Regions from separate parts of the Mus musculus genome. Here all the other regions are linked to region 1. A link is a contact called in public targeted proximity ligation data. All regions are on one chromosome and are shown on one strand. The core of a region is the stretch at or near the end of the contact, and the rest is flanking DNA. Distances in the headings are between cores, read along the strand shown.

What was found.
Region 2: a contact with region 1 is called in a targeted proximity ligation map of extraembryonic endoderm stem cells. A contact is called at or near these places in 9 of 39 promoter capture datasets (the 3T3-L1 cell line, the C10 cell line, cranial neural crest and 5 more), 8 of 484 Hi-C or Micro-C datasets (the AML12 cell line, the HPC-7 cell line, cumulus cells and 5 more), 5 of 130 datasets of targeted methods (the NIH/3T3 cell line, embryonic basal ganglia, embryonic forebrain and 2 more) and 4 of 9 other capture datasets (adipose tissue, embryonic stem cells, embryonic trunk and 1 more).
Region 3: a contact with region 1 is called in a targeted proximity ligation map of trophoblast stem cells, with 22 read pairs. A contact is called at or near these places in 1 of 39 promoter capture datasets (frontonasal cranial neural crest) and 3 of 130 datasets of targeted methods (extraembryonic endoderm stem cells, pancreatic cancer cells and trophoblast stem cells).
Region 4: a targeted proximity ligation map of extraembryonic endoderm stem cells shows a contact between it and region 1. A contact is called at or near these places in 7 of 39 promoter capture datasets (3T3-L1-derived adipocytes, the C10 cell line, the HPC-7 cell line and 3 more), 8 of 130 datasets of targeted methods (the NIH/3T3 cell line, embryonic basal ganglia, embryonic stem cells and 4 more) and 5 of 9 other capture datasets (adipose tissue, embryonic stem cells, embryonic trunk and 2 more).

What each region holds. Positions count from the first base shown.
Region 1 is chr19:36,128,062-36,131,426 of GRCm38.p6, reverse strand. No RefSeq gene overlaps it. Among named protein-coding and RNA genes, the nearest start is that of Ankrd1, 9.9 kb to the right of the region's middle.
Region 2 is chr19:36,358,977-36,362,373 of GRCm38.p6, reverse strand. It overlaps a transcript of Pcgf5 not described here. Among named protein-coding and RNA genes, the nearest start is that of Pcgf5, 49 kb to the left of the region's middle.
Region 3 is chr19:36,289,034-36,292,668 of GRCm38.p6, reverse strand. No RefSeq gene overlaps it. Among named protein-coding and RNA genes, the nearest start is that of Gm32027, 27 kb to the right of the region's middle.
Region 4 is chr19:36,383,296-36,386,451 of GRCm38.p6, reverse strand. It overlaps a transcript of Pcgf5 not described here. Among named protein-coding and RNA genes, the nearest start is that of Pcgf5, 25 kb to the left of the region's middle.

The DNA of each region.
Region 1 (3,365 bases), core at 702-3,201:
TCCAGTCCCTGACCCCCCTCTTCTCCAGTCTTTGACTTCCACCACTGTGCTTCCTGATTCCATGTGGTATTGTATGCTGGAATATCCTTCCTTCTCAAGGCTGAATAATACTTGATTGTATACAATTCTGACACGATGCTCTTCCATGTCTCTTGCTAGACACTTGGGATGCTTCTACATGTTAGCCTAGGTGCTATAAACATGGGTGTAGAAATATCTGTTCCAGGGGCTGGAAAGTTGGTTCATCAGTTAAGAACAATTGCAGAAGACCAGGGTTCAGTTCGCAGCACACACGGTGGCTCTCAGCAGTCTGTGACTTCAGTCTTAGGGTATTTGACAACTTTGTTTTGCTTTTTTTTTTTTTTTTTTTGGTCATCAGGCACATAAGCAGTGCACATCCATACATATAATTAATAAAATATTTAAAAATAAGTAATGATTCTAAAACAAGTATCTGTTCAAAGTTCTGTTTTTAATCATACTAGGTTTATAGCAGAGGTAGAATTTATGATCCCTAAGATTAGCTGTCACCTTAAGAGACTTATTCAACTCATTTATATTGAGAGATTTATAAATAGATGGCATATTTCTTCCACTTTGATTCATATATTTAAATTTTATTTATTATTATTATTGGTGTGTTTTCTATGTGCATGTGTGCATGATTTTGTATGCACACTTGTATTTGTGTGTTTACGTGTGTGTGTGTGTGTGTGTGTGTATGTTGTGGGCATGTGCTGTGGCACGCATGTGGAGATGAGAGGGCAGGTTTATGCAGCCAGTTCTTTTTTCCCTTTACATAGTTTCCATAAGTCAAAATGGAGTCACCAGGCATGGACAGCTAGTCCTCTACCTGCTGACCCTATCTGACTGGCTCCCTTTGTTCATATATTATTATCCTCATGTATGCATTGGTCAATTCAGTAAATATTTTCTTCCTTGTCTTGCTCTCAGATACAGGATCTTTTGTTTGTAACCATGGTGATGCTGATGCTCAGCCCAAGTGCACCTTTAGATACAGCATCTGAAAGGAACCTTGTCTCTTCCAGTCAACAAAGGCAGAGCTGGACAAAGCTTGCTGATGAGTGCCGGCCACTAGACAGGAGTTAGCTTGGCTTGGAGTTGTGGCTCCTCCCTCCACATTTACTTGCTGTGTGAGTTTGAGTAGTTAATTAGCCGCTGCAGCTGCTAATTTCCTCATTTGTAATGCTACCAGAGAGATTGAAGAGCTCACCTGGAGAGGAAAGCACTTCCCCCCATAAGACTAGGCTCAGTTCAGGGTCTGAGCCACGAACAACCACCACCACCACCACCACCACCACCACCACCACCACCACCACCACCACCACCAACAACAACAACAACAACAAACAACAACAAACCCCCAATCCCCACCAAGCATCTCCGTCCTTTTGTGGCTGCTTCCTTTTCAGAGCTGGGGTCTGGCTGGTATGCCAGAGGCACGTGAGCTATGTAATCTGCTTGTCCTCTTGAGAGGAGGCAAGTGGCCGGCCATTGGGTGAAGCACATCCGGGCGGACTGTGGTGGGCCTTGGAATTCCTAGATAAGGAAGTGCTAAACGGTCTGAGGGCTTCTGCTGCTGGAGGAGAGGCAGAAGCGCGGTGGCTGTGAGGGCCACCAAATAAGGAAGGCCGTCCTTTTTCTCCACCTTATCTGTGTGCATGCCAGTGAGCAGAGCAATTTCCTCATTCTCCGCAGCATCCCCAAACATGGTTTGGAAGAGACTGTAGGTGCCGCGTGGAGCTGAGAGAGAAGAAGAAAGGAAACTAACAAACTAAAAGCCACTTGTGGTGTTGTATATGATTTCTTGCTTCTCCTTTCTTAACTCCTCCGGTTGCCATACATCATTTACCTAGAAAAGAGGACAGCTGTCCTTTCCCAAAGCTCCGGTGACCCTGCCCCGCCCAGTGTGACTAGCCCAGGTTGGTGATTCTGATCTGTTGCCAAACCAAACTGGCTCCCCGGGGAGCCATTTGGTAATGTTCCCTGGAGTCATTTCCTTGCGAAGCATTCCTTTTCGGTGAGAGGACATTTTTTTCATCCCTGATAAACAACCACAGCCTGCGCCAGCTGAGATGGGTGCTCAGCTCTGTAAATTCCTTTGTGAAACCCAAGATCCTTGTCTCCAGAGAGCGGAGATCCCTAAGGGGCTTCAGGCCCCCTCCTCCCTGAATGATCTGCTCCCGGCACCAGGAGAGTCTGTGCCCACAAACAGGCTCTTCCCTTTCTTGGGGGAATTCAGTTTAGAAGGCTTGGGCGAGCTCCTTCTGTGGGAAATCATCCTGATTTCACTCTTGCAGATCTACAGAGGAAAAAAATGACAAACCTAGGGTGCAGGGGAGGGGCAGTTAAAAGGTTCTGAACCCAGTCACTATTAGAGGGTGAATAACAATTCCATCCCCCAGGGGTACCAGAAAGTTAATTCCATGGCAGAGGCAGGTTGATGTTGGTGAGTTCAAAGCCACCCTAGTCTAAAAAATGAGAATCTGTCTAATAAAAGGGTGTGGGCAAGGAAAAAATAAATAGTAGGAAAAAAAGTTGATTGTGTCACTCCTACTTCCTCTGGTGACTGCACCTCAATTTTTTTTTCACACTTTAGAGGCTTTTCAATATATCTATTTCCTTGGGCTGAAGAGATGACTCTGTTGTTAAGAATGCTCCCTGGTCTCTCAGAGGGTCTGGGTTCAGTTTCCAGCATTCACACAGTGGCTCACAACCACCTGAAAACTCAGTTCCAGGGCTGGAGAGATGGCTCAGCGGTGAACAGCACTGACTGCTCTTCTGAAGGTCGTGAGTTCAAATCCCAGCAACCACATGGTGTCTCACAACCATCTGCAATGAGATCTGATGCCCTCTTCTGGGGTGTCTGAAGACAGCTACAGTGTATATTTACATATAATAAAATATAATAAATAAATAATTTTTTTTTCAAAAAAAGAGAAAACTCAGTTCCAGGTGAGCGAATGCCTCCTCTGGATTCCCCAAACACTGTCCACACATTGAGAGTCACATAGAACAGTGAATTCACAAATAAATCTTTAAAATAGTTCCTTAACCCGGTGTTTGGAAAGGACATAGAAAGTTATCGTCTGGTAGAAATCTCAGAAAGCTCACCTTAAAAAAAAAAAAAAAAAAAAAAAAGATGTCATTTTGGTGACGTGAAATGTAGCCATCAGCTCTACCCTTTGCACTGGGAGTGATGTATTTCATGGTCCCCGAGGGCCAGTGATCACAGTTTCTCCTGAATGTAGAGTGGTTGGCCGAGTCTGTGTGTTCTGTCGTTGAACTTTCGTGAGAATACTCCCCACACCATTTCCAGCTCCATGGAGTGAAAGGCAAACGGG
Region 2 (3,397 bases), core at 429-2,928, 230 kb before region 1:
ATTAACAGTGTGAACTGCTTTGCCCAGCTACTGGGACTTTCTGGTAGGGCCTCCACCAATCCCACTTGACAGTTTTTCTTAACTGATAAGCCCTTGGAAAGCCCCTCTGAAGGGCGTTTTACACTAGGTCTGAAGGGTAAGATTGCACAACCGTTTAGCTTTTATTTGGAAATTCATGTCGGTCTCTTTCCCGAAGCCATCCTGCTGTCTCTCTGACTGGGCTGGCTTCCTCTAAGGCTGCTAGACTGCTTTTTAAACTGTCCTTCTCGAGTTTCCTTTGGTCTTTTTCCTTCTGTTTACATGTTACATGTTCAGTTACATGTTTCTGGAATCCCGTATGTTTTTCTTCCCTGACTTATTCCCACATGTTAATATAAAAATAACGCCCAGTAATATGTATCAATTAAATAGTCTTAATTCTTCTACTTCATACATACTTTGCATGGATTTTTAAAATTTTTAGATTGAAAATAATATCTATTTGAATTTTTTTTCTTGCCTCAAGTTTATTTGTAAAAACAGCATAGGACACTGGTCATCTGCAAATAGCATGTGGGTAGGTGTGTCACAGACAAACATCTGTCTTCACATTGGCAGGAACCTTTTCTATGGGGGTCTTCACAGGGGCCTGGACACCTTTGGGAGCCTGGGCTGAAGCTTTGGCCTCTGCCTTGACTTGAACCTATGGCAGAGCCTATGCCCCTTGGCCATGTAGCTTCGAATCTGCTTCCGAAGCTTGGGGTGAGGAAAGCCAGGTGGCTGAGTTTGCGGCTTTGTCCCTTTGGCATCTTGGGCTTGATGGCCTGAGGCTTCACCAGGGCCTTGATGGCCTCTGCGCATGCGCTCACTGCATTGTTGGCCTGCATCTTCTTCAGGCCTTTCTTGTGCTTCTTAGAGGCGAAGCACATGTTTCTCAGGAACTTGGAGTCAGCCCCCTTAAGAGATTCGTATCTTTGTAACCAGAGTTTCTTGATGCCATTTCTGTGCCATTTGTAGGACTGGTTGTGTGTGGTGAGGTTCTTGGACTTGGCCGTGTCTGCACGGTAACCCGTGGCTCCTGGACCATCTCTCTGAATTTTTAAGGAAGTAATTCAGAGTTCTTTTTTTTTTTTTTTTTTGTCTTATGTGTTTGTTTATATATCTTGACAGTGTTTCTCTATTGTGTAGCTCTGGTGGTCTTAGAACTTGCTATGTACACAAGGTTCACAGATTTCTGCCTGCCTCTGCCTCCTGACTGCTAAGGCTCAAGGCTTGTAAGGATCCAGCGTTGGTGTTAAATTATTGAACACCATCCTGCTTTCAATCTTTTTACATAGGACCTGTTTCGACTATACGGTGATTTGTATATTCATGTTCTTGATATACTGTAATTTTCCAGTGTTATGGTTTGTACATTAGGTAGTGTGTGTGTGTGTGTGTGTGTGTGTGTGTGTGTGTGCTGAGCCTTTTACTCTTCTCTATCTGTTCGTGGTAATGAATCTTTCATTTATTTTTATTCAGCTGAGAAACATTTCATTAGGATTTCATTTGGTTGGTTGTGATAGAAGCAGATTTCTAACTCCCTCCCCAGGCTTTCAAACAGGCCTGCATTTTGTGGCCTCTCTCTGCCCAACAGCTCCTGCTTCCAGAGCCTTCCCAGATTCTAGCGATAAGCCAGGCGCTTCTTCCCGTATTCAGTCCAACCCCCTCAGGACACTGAGGTATCAGCTTTCTCCTGTCTACTAGGTCAGCAGTCACTGGACTGTTTGGTTCTTATCTCCTACATTTTTGTGTGTCTCTCCCTCCTGTTGCCTTTTGTGGTCACCATTATTGCGTGGCATTCATTAATAGTTTTGAGGAATCGAGGGTGGGGCTGTTGGCCAGCACTGTGGGACTACCAAGAAGCTGTGAGAGTTTGGGAGGTGCTATCATGGAAATAAGCTAGGTAACGGGATGCGATTTCTGAGGGTACACTGGAACACTAACCCTTATTCTGTCTCTCTGTCTGTCTCTCTGTCTGTCTGTCTCTGTCTCTGTCTCTCTCTCTCTGTGCTTCCTGTCCACCATGTGAAGGGCTTCCTAACAGATTGGCTTCCTGCCTGCCATGTTGCCCTACCTTGACCCAGGTTCAGAAGCAGCATGGCTGACTAAACGTAGGGAATCCTCCGGAAGGGTGAGCCAAATGAAACTTCTCTTCTTTCTCTAGGTTTATCACAGGTGTCTTCTCACAGGAACATGAAACTAACAGAGCATCCCAGGAAGGGCTGGCAGAAAATGCACATGACCGGGCTAACAAATCTCACATGAAGTCTTACTAACCCAATTTCATAAGCACAGAACTTGCCCCCAAAGATGGATCTTTTAACACTTCTAGTTGTCCTGACTTGTAGGCTACCCGAGTAACTGAAACCCTCCTGGTTATCTTACTATTTTTTTTAAGATGTGGGAACACACACATACACACATTCACACACACACACACACACACACACACACACACACACACACAGTATTCAAGTGAATCTTAAGTCAGGTGTAGTGGCTCACACGGGTAATTCCAGCTCTCTGGGGACTGGAGGAAGACCAAGGCAAATATAATAAGGCTGGTGGGGCTTCAGCTCCAGCAGGTAAGTTGCCTGAAGCAAGTAAGCAAAGAATTCTTTTCTACATAGCAAAAAGACTCTGGTCCGTTAATCCATCTATTTACTCTTAGAATATGATTTGTGGCACAAGATCATTTGTCCTAGGATTGGAGATAGATTTTCCATACAATATATTCTGATGATAGTGTCCTCCTCCAATTCCCCCAATACCCCCCCACACACATCGCCTTCAATCTGAATCCACCACTTTTCCGTCTGTCCTTAGAAAACTAAGAGAAAACCTCTAGAACAATAATAAAATAAAATATGATATAGCAAAACCACACAAACTGAAATAGGACAAAACAAGAGCCAAATGAAAGCACACGAACCCCGTATAGACACAGAGACACACACACGTTTGTACAAACAGGAATCCCATAAAAACACAAAACTAGAAGCCATCACATATACGCAAAGAATCTGCAAGTTTTTTTTTTTTTTTTTTTAAATGCCCTACCTGGGGGCACGGCAGGATGTTCCTTTAGTCCCATTTCAGGGAGGCAGAGAGAGGCAGGTGAATTTGAGTTCGAGGCCAGCCTGGTCTACAGAGTGAGTTCCAGGACAGTCAGAGCTACACAAAAAGACCTTGTCTTGAAAAAAACAATTAATTAACTAACTAATTAATTAATTAATTAAAATTAAGAACGTATGCCCCGACAGAGCATTTGTGGCCCTGAATTATAATTAAAGATAATATGTGGCTTTTTGTGCAATAAAGCTTTCTCGCCGGGCCCCTCTTTCCCGACGGCCTGACCCGAGAGGCACTTGCCTTG
Region 3 (3,635 bases), core at 464-2,963, 160 kb before region 1:
GAGGGGAGTGGGTGGAGAAGGGGAGTGATGTCGTCTGAACGCCTAGAGTACACAGACTTTCCTCAAGTGATAGCCCTAGACACACGAGGCAGTCTGTGTTCATGAACCACTCATTATAGGCTATACATTTTTACTTACATTACTATACAGACCAAGCCCAAGAAGTCTCTAGGCTACTTTTAGTTTTTAGACAAGGGAACTAAGACTGGAACAATGGTTGGATGTTTCTAAGCTCTCATTTCTTATGAAATGTGGGCGAGGTGCTTTTCACTCTTGTCTTCTGATTCTAAGTTTGGTTGTTGTCTTAGTTAGGGTTTCTATTCCTGCACAAACATGACCAAGAAGCAATTTGGGGAGGAAAGGGTTTATTCAGCTTACACTTCCATGTTGCTGTTTATCACCAAAGGAAGTCAGGACTGGAACTCAAGCAGGTCAGGAAGCAGGAGCTGATGCAGAGGCCGTGGAGGAATGTTACTCACTGGCATGCTTCCCCTGGCTTGCTCAGCTTGTTCTCCTATTGAACCCAAAACTACCAGCCCAAGGATGGCACCACCCACAATGGGTCTTTCCCCCTTGATCACTAATTGAGAAAATGCCTTACAGCTGGATCTCATGGAGGCATTTCCCAGCTGAATCTCCTTCCAGCTGTGTCAAGTTGACACAAAATCGCCCAGTACAGGGGTTATAGCCATGCAGATACTACTCCCCACCAGGCAAAATAGTTTCTGGGCTCAAGCAAGGGCTGGGGAGCCTTATAATTTGATTCCTAAGGTTAACTGATAAGGAATGGTGGGAGAAGACCTTTACCTTTGTGAAGTCATTTTCATTTCTAGAAGGAAAAAGATATAGAAGCCCAGAGTGTCTGGGGTCACCCTCCAACCCCACCCATAGTTTGTGATCAAAGGTGGATTTGCCATGAAACTAAGAAAGTCGAGTTCTAGAGATTCTCCTCACACAGTTCCTGCAGATGTCTGCTATTCCTAAGAACTGGAATGTTCGTGGTGGGAGACAATCAAGCTGCTATCTATCGGGAAGCATTTCTTTCTAGTCATTTCTGGTAAATGGCCCAAAAAGATCCCTCAGAGGTCACAGAAGAATAGACTGAGATGTTACTAAGATTCCAAGAATCTGTAGGCTAAATTCTCATATTTTTGTTTATTCATATTCATAATTTTATGGTTTCTCGTTAAATAAAATATCACCATTCTACAGCCAATGGGTTCTACTTCTGGTTCTGTGAAGCACCGGGAAACGGGTCAGGAAAAAGAGAGGGTCTGAGGCCGCACAAGAGGAGCTTCTGTAAGCTGCCTTCCCGGTTACATTGTCAGACATTTTCCTCTTAGAAATAATCCAGATAATCAAGTCCCATTCTCATTTCATGCTTAGATGCAATAAATCACCTCAGACTCTTTTTCCAAACCGTTTCTTTCTCACGCCCAAAGCTGGAGTCTTTCAGAAGGCTTCTGCCTTGTCTTTGTCAGAGCCATGTTGATCTTAAGTAGACTAGAGCCTGCAGGTTTACATAAGGGGACCCATATCTGTCCCCATTGTCTTTCCTATGATCCTGTCTGCCATCCTTATCTCTGCCTTATCATCCAGTTCCAAAGGGCTTGAACATCTGGGTGCTTGGTTTCCACGATGACTAAGCTCAGGAAGGCTGCAGTGAAGTTTCCTAAGACATTCTCTGTGTATTAGTCAGCTTTGCATCAGTACAATAAAAGACGGGAGGCAGGCCACTTAGGCAGTAAAAGGTTTATTTTGTGTCCTGTCTCTGTTAGTACTAGTGCAAGATTAGGCAGCCCATTCGTTTATGACCTCTGGTGAGGGCAGTGTGTCTTGGCAGAAGTGCATGTCAGAGTGAGCTGTGAGATCTTGAGGCGATAATAGAAGAGAAAAGGGTAGAAAGGAAAGAGGAAGGAGGAGAGAGAGAGAGAGAGAGAGAGAGAGAGAGAGAGAGAGAGGGAGAGAGAGAGAGAGAGGTGGAAGTTCTACAATCCCTTTAGAGATCATGTGTCCAATGCTCTATGAACCTCCCAATTCTTCCACCACTCACCAACACCCCCAGTAATACCACCTGTAGGGGGCTGAGCCTTTAAAGCAGTGGTTCTCAATGTGTGGGTCACGACCCTATAGGGATCACATATCTGATATCCTGCGTGTCAGATGTTTATATTGTAATAGTAGCAAAGTTATGAAGAAGCAACGGAGTAGTTTTATGGGTGGGTGGGGGGGTGTGGTGGGGTTCACCACTACACCAGGAACTGTATTAAAGAGTTATGGCAATAGAAAGGTCGAGAACCACTGCTTTAAAGCCTTGACCTTGGGAGAATTTCTTTTTATTCACACTATAGCATTTTTCCCTCTGTGATGACTGGAGCTGTCCAACAGAACTTCCTGCTGTGTTGGAAGCATTCCTTGTTAGTACTGCCTGAAGTAGTGGCCATTGTAGATTTTATTTTATTAAAATTTAATTCTAATAGGCTCAAATGGCTAGTATTTCCCACGTTGAGCAGCACAACTCCAGGCCTTAGAGGTCATAAAGCCCAACCTGTGGATCTGTCTATGAAACTTGTTTCAGGGTCAGAGGCATTAGAGATAGGAGCAAGCATATTGCGAATGAGAAAAACTCAGTAGTACCGAGACTCTCTATAAAATTGTAAATTGACTGCTTTTCCCTTACTCTATAATTGCCATCAAAGTGAAATGGAAACTTTTAATTGAGTACCCACAAAGTGCCAAGTATAATAAACACACACACACACACACACACACATACATATACATATATATATACACACACATATATATGAGATGAAGGTTATCGCTTTCATCCATCCATGTATTTACTATATATTTATACATACAAGAATATAAGTATATATAGTTATATATATTCATATATGTAAATCGATGTATATTATACACAAACACACACACGCACACACACACACACATACACACACACACACACACACACACACACACACACACACACACCTGTGTGCCAGAGACAAAAACATTCTGGCACCTTGTGCCTCCCTAAACTTGCGGGAACCTCTGTTATGTTGGTAACCCTAAAGATTCAGGGTGCCAGACTGAAGAAACAGAAGCTGAGAAAAGGTTTTACTACATTACATGCTGAGGAGGCTATGACCATGGGGTTGGGGGATGCGAAGAAGATCCCTGGATGAAAGATAGAAGGTACTAAGTGGAAGAAAAATGTTAAGGGGAGAAAAAGGTGACAGCCCTGGGCAGCTGATGAGGGGCATTAGAGACTTGGCTGTTAACAGGTTCAGGAAGTGCTTTGCTAAGGCGCTGGGTGCTGTGGTAATAAGAAACGTGTCCTGGGTGTTGATGGTGCTGACTTAAATCCCAGCACCCAGGAGGCAGAGGCAGGCAGATTATCCTTGAGCTCAAGGCCAGCCTGATCTACAGAGCAATTTCCAGGACAGCCAGGGCTACACAGAGAAATCTGGTTTCAAAGAGACAAAACAAAACACACACACAAAATCCAGCCCAGCACTGTGTCCCAGGCATTCTTTATGCCTATAATACCTTTGGTTCTGATCCTCTAGGTCTCAGTTAGAGTAGGAGGTGAGCTCTTAAGGCTCAGCAGCATTGGAATACTGTACTGG
Region 4 (3,156 bases), core at 497-2,996, 260 kb before region 1:
CGGCTAATGCTAGGATGATCAGAACATTAAAATGAATGACATTAGTGCAAGATAAAACACTAAAAATAATTCCTGAGATCATATTTATAAAAAGCAATCAAGAAAATAAGATAGGGAAGAGGGGCTCTTCTTTATGACAACTACTCTAAGGCATAAAAAGTCATTAAAAATAGTCACTAATGCTATGGCTTCAGGCAACAATTTCTAGGGATCAAACAGGTAAAGAATGTCGAGGAACCAAATATTTAAGTAGTTTTACAATACTTGTCCAGTCAAATTCTATAGTTCTTTTTTTTTTTAAAGACTAAATCTTTTTATTTATTTATTTATTTATTATATGTAAGTACACTGTAGCTGTCTTCAGACACTCCAGAAGAGGGAGTCAGATCTTGTTACGGATGGTTGTGAGCCACCATGTGGTTGCTGGGATTTGAACTCCGGACCTTCGGAAGAGCAGTCGGGTGCTCTTACCCACTGAGCCATCTCACCAGCCCAAAATTCTATAGTTCTATGTAACAAAATTTTATGTTGCAAAATTTTAAGTTACAAGTACTCACTATGTACTAGTGAGGGAATGAGACAAAGGAGCTCACAGTTGACAACACTAGTAAAGATACATCCCATAGCTCCTAAGTTCAGGTACTTACAAGGATACATTGTTGTCTGTGCCATACATAACTCCTGCCAAAAGTCTATCTTGACTCTAACAATAGGGAAATATAAAGCAAGCCCTGGCAAGGGCCACTTAACGAAACAAATGACATAAGCTTTAGAAAAACAATAAAAAACAAATACATACTAGGAAGCTTAAAGGAATGGGACAACCAAGTGCAATGTGCAATTCCGGGTGGGCTCACTGACTTCAACTGTCGTTGCTGTGTTTAGACAGGGTGGAAACAGGATAGAAAGGTGTGCACACTGAGCTAGCTGTGCTGTGTCCATGTTACAATCCCTGAACATGACACGGAGTCTCCTTCTTAGGTGATAAAATTAAATGTGACATAAACAGCTGCGAGAATTATACAGGGAAACACCGAACAGAGAGGTACAGAGGGTATGGTGGTGTGTGGGGCAAATGGTGAATAGCGGGGAACACGGACTTCCCTTTGCAAAGCTCTTGTGACTCGTCCATGGGCTTTGAGTATGTCAAAATAAAACTTGGAAAGATTCAACACCAAAAGGGGCAAGACAAATGGTGCCCCACCCCCAGGCTTCTAACAGAGAAATCTAAGCACTAACAGAATCACCCTCCACACTGGCAGACTAATCATGATCTAGTGATTGAATACAAGACACAGGCCCAAAAGGATCCCCTTCTGTAAATACTTTTCTAAGGAGCAACGCTCTTTCCAACCAAATTCTCAGTCCTCAGCACAGGATACACAGCTGAGAACCAGGCTCCCCGATTGGAATTTACAGTGTGGTGGAAGAAAGCAGAAAATACGGAATAGAAGTCAGGTAGCAATAGCCGCTATCTATAAAGGAAAGGAGAGCCAAGGGGAACTTTGGGGGAATGGAGTGATATGTTTAAAAGGGAGGTTAGGGCTCACTCGCTTGCTCACTTCAGCTGCACAATTACTAAAACTGGAACAGTATAGGGAAGATGACACGGCCCTTGTGCAAGAACCACACACAAATTTTCCAAGTGTTCTACTCATCTTTTTAAAGGGGAGGGGTTAAAGGACTCTAGTCAGAGCACACTTGAACAAGACATGAAGGAGTTAAGGTACTCAGCTGGCAGGTAGTGGGGGCGGGGAGGGGGGAAGGTGGCAGGAAATGAGCACAGAGCAAGGCCTAAGCAAAGGGCTGAAGATAGAGTCTTCAGGCTGAAACAGACAATAGGGGATAAAGGTCGCAGGGCCAGTCCTAGCTCCCTGCTGAGACACTGTTCTTTGTTCTGACCCCTGGATTGCTGTCTCCCATCCTTCCCATCTACCCAGCATCCCCCTTGTTCTAGACACCAGCACAGCAGAGCCCTAAGGAAGGGCTCAGTCTCCTCTGAGTAGAGCCTCTACAAGGCTTTCCCTCACAACCTACCAGTCACCTCAGGAGATGCCTTCTTCATACACTCACTCCCCTTTTCTGTGATACTTTTTAAACCTTCAACAACAACCCCCCCCCCCCCCCGCCCCAGGTTCTCTTTGGAAATTACATTTGTTCTATAAGTGTCTAGTCAAGGCTGGTTAGCTGGTGGTGTTTACAACCTCCACGGTTTCTTTTCATAGAAGCAACTTTCCTTCCAGGATGTGACAGGGGCACCCACATCTCCATTCTCTGTTGATACAACATGTGCTTCTTCTAGATGTGAATTAAGCTCTGCAGCCAGAGGCAGTATCCTGCTTGCTCTTTGTAGTGATGGGTCATGCGGAGCCAGACACCTAGCAATTCTTTGATAGCAACGGGGCTGTTTTATACCCCAGAGATTAAAAAGCCAACTTCTTATTAATCTGATAGGAGTTGCCGAAGTGTTGACACAACATGTCCTCCAGTTGCTGTTAAGCATAAACACCCCACTAGGGATTCTGGTAGAATCTAGTATACGGTGCATGGGAGTGAGGGTGGGGGGATTGCATGCCCTTAAAACCCCTTTGGATCTTGACCATGATACAGTCAGCCAAACATCATCTAGGTGTGCAGACTGTCAGTAAAAGACTACCAATAGTGACTTACAACATTATTTCTATAGGAAGAATGAGTTTGGAGCTTGGCTCAAATAATTAACTTATCAATAAACTTTGGCGTACAGACTTGCCAATTTGGAATACTAGCATCTGTGACTGTGGGTATATTTTCCATAGATTATTTGCGACAGGCATAGAGGGCCATGGCTGCTATGTAGAAGGGTGGCAGACACTGGTTTTAGAGTTGTTGGACTAAACATATTACATATTTAAAATGTCCAGTAGTTAGGAAATTGTCAGCATTATCAGTACATGGTATCTGAGCTCAAGACAGGACAGCATGGAGGATCAAAGAAGCAAAGACTATGACCAGTGTAGTGATTCTAGTAGGGACAAAACGGGTAGTTCTGATGCTATAAAAATAACAGCTTGTGTATCTCTAGCCTCACTGAACAGTTAGGGCATAACCTGAATGCACAGAACCTAGTTTAATCACAAACACTGTTGCGTATGCAACACAGTTACAAATTTACTA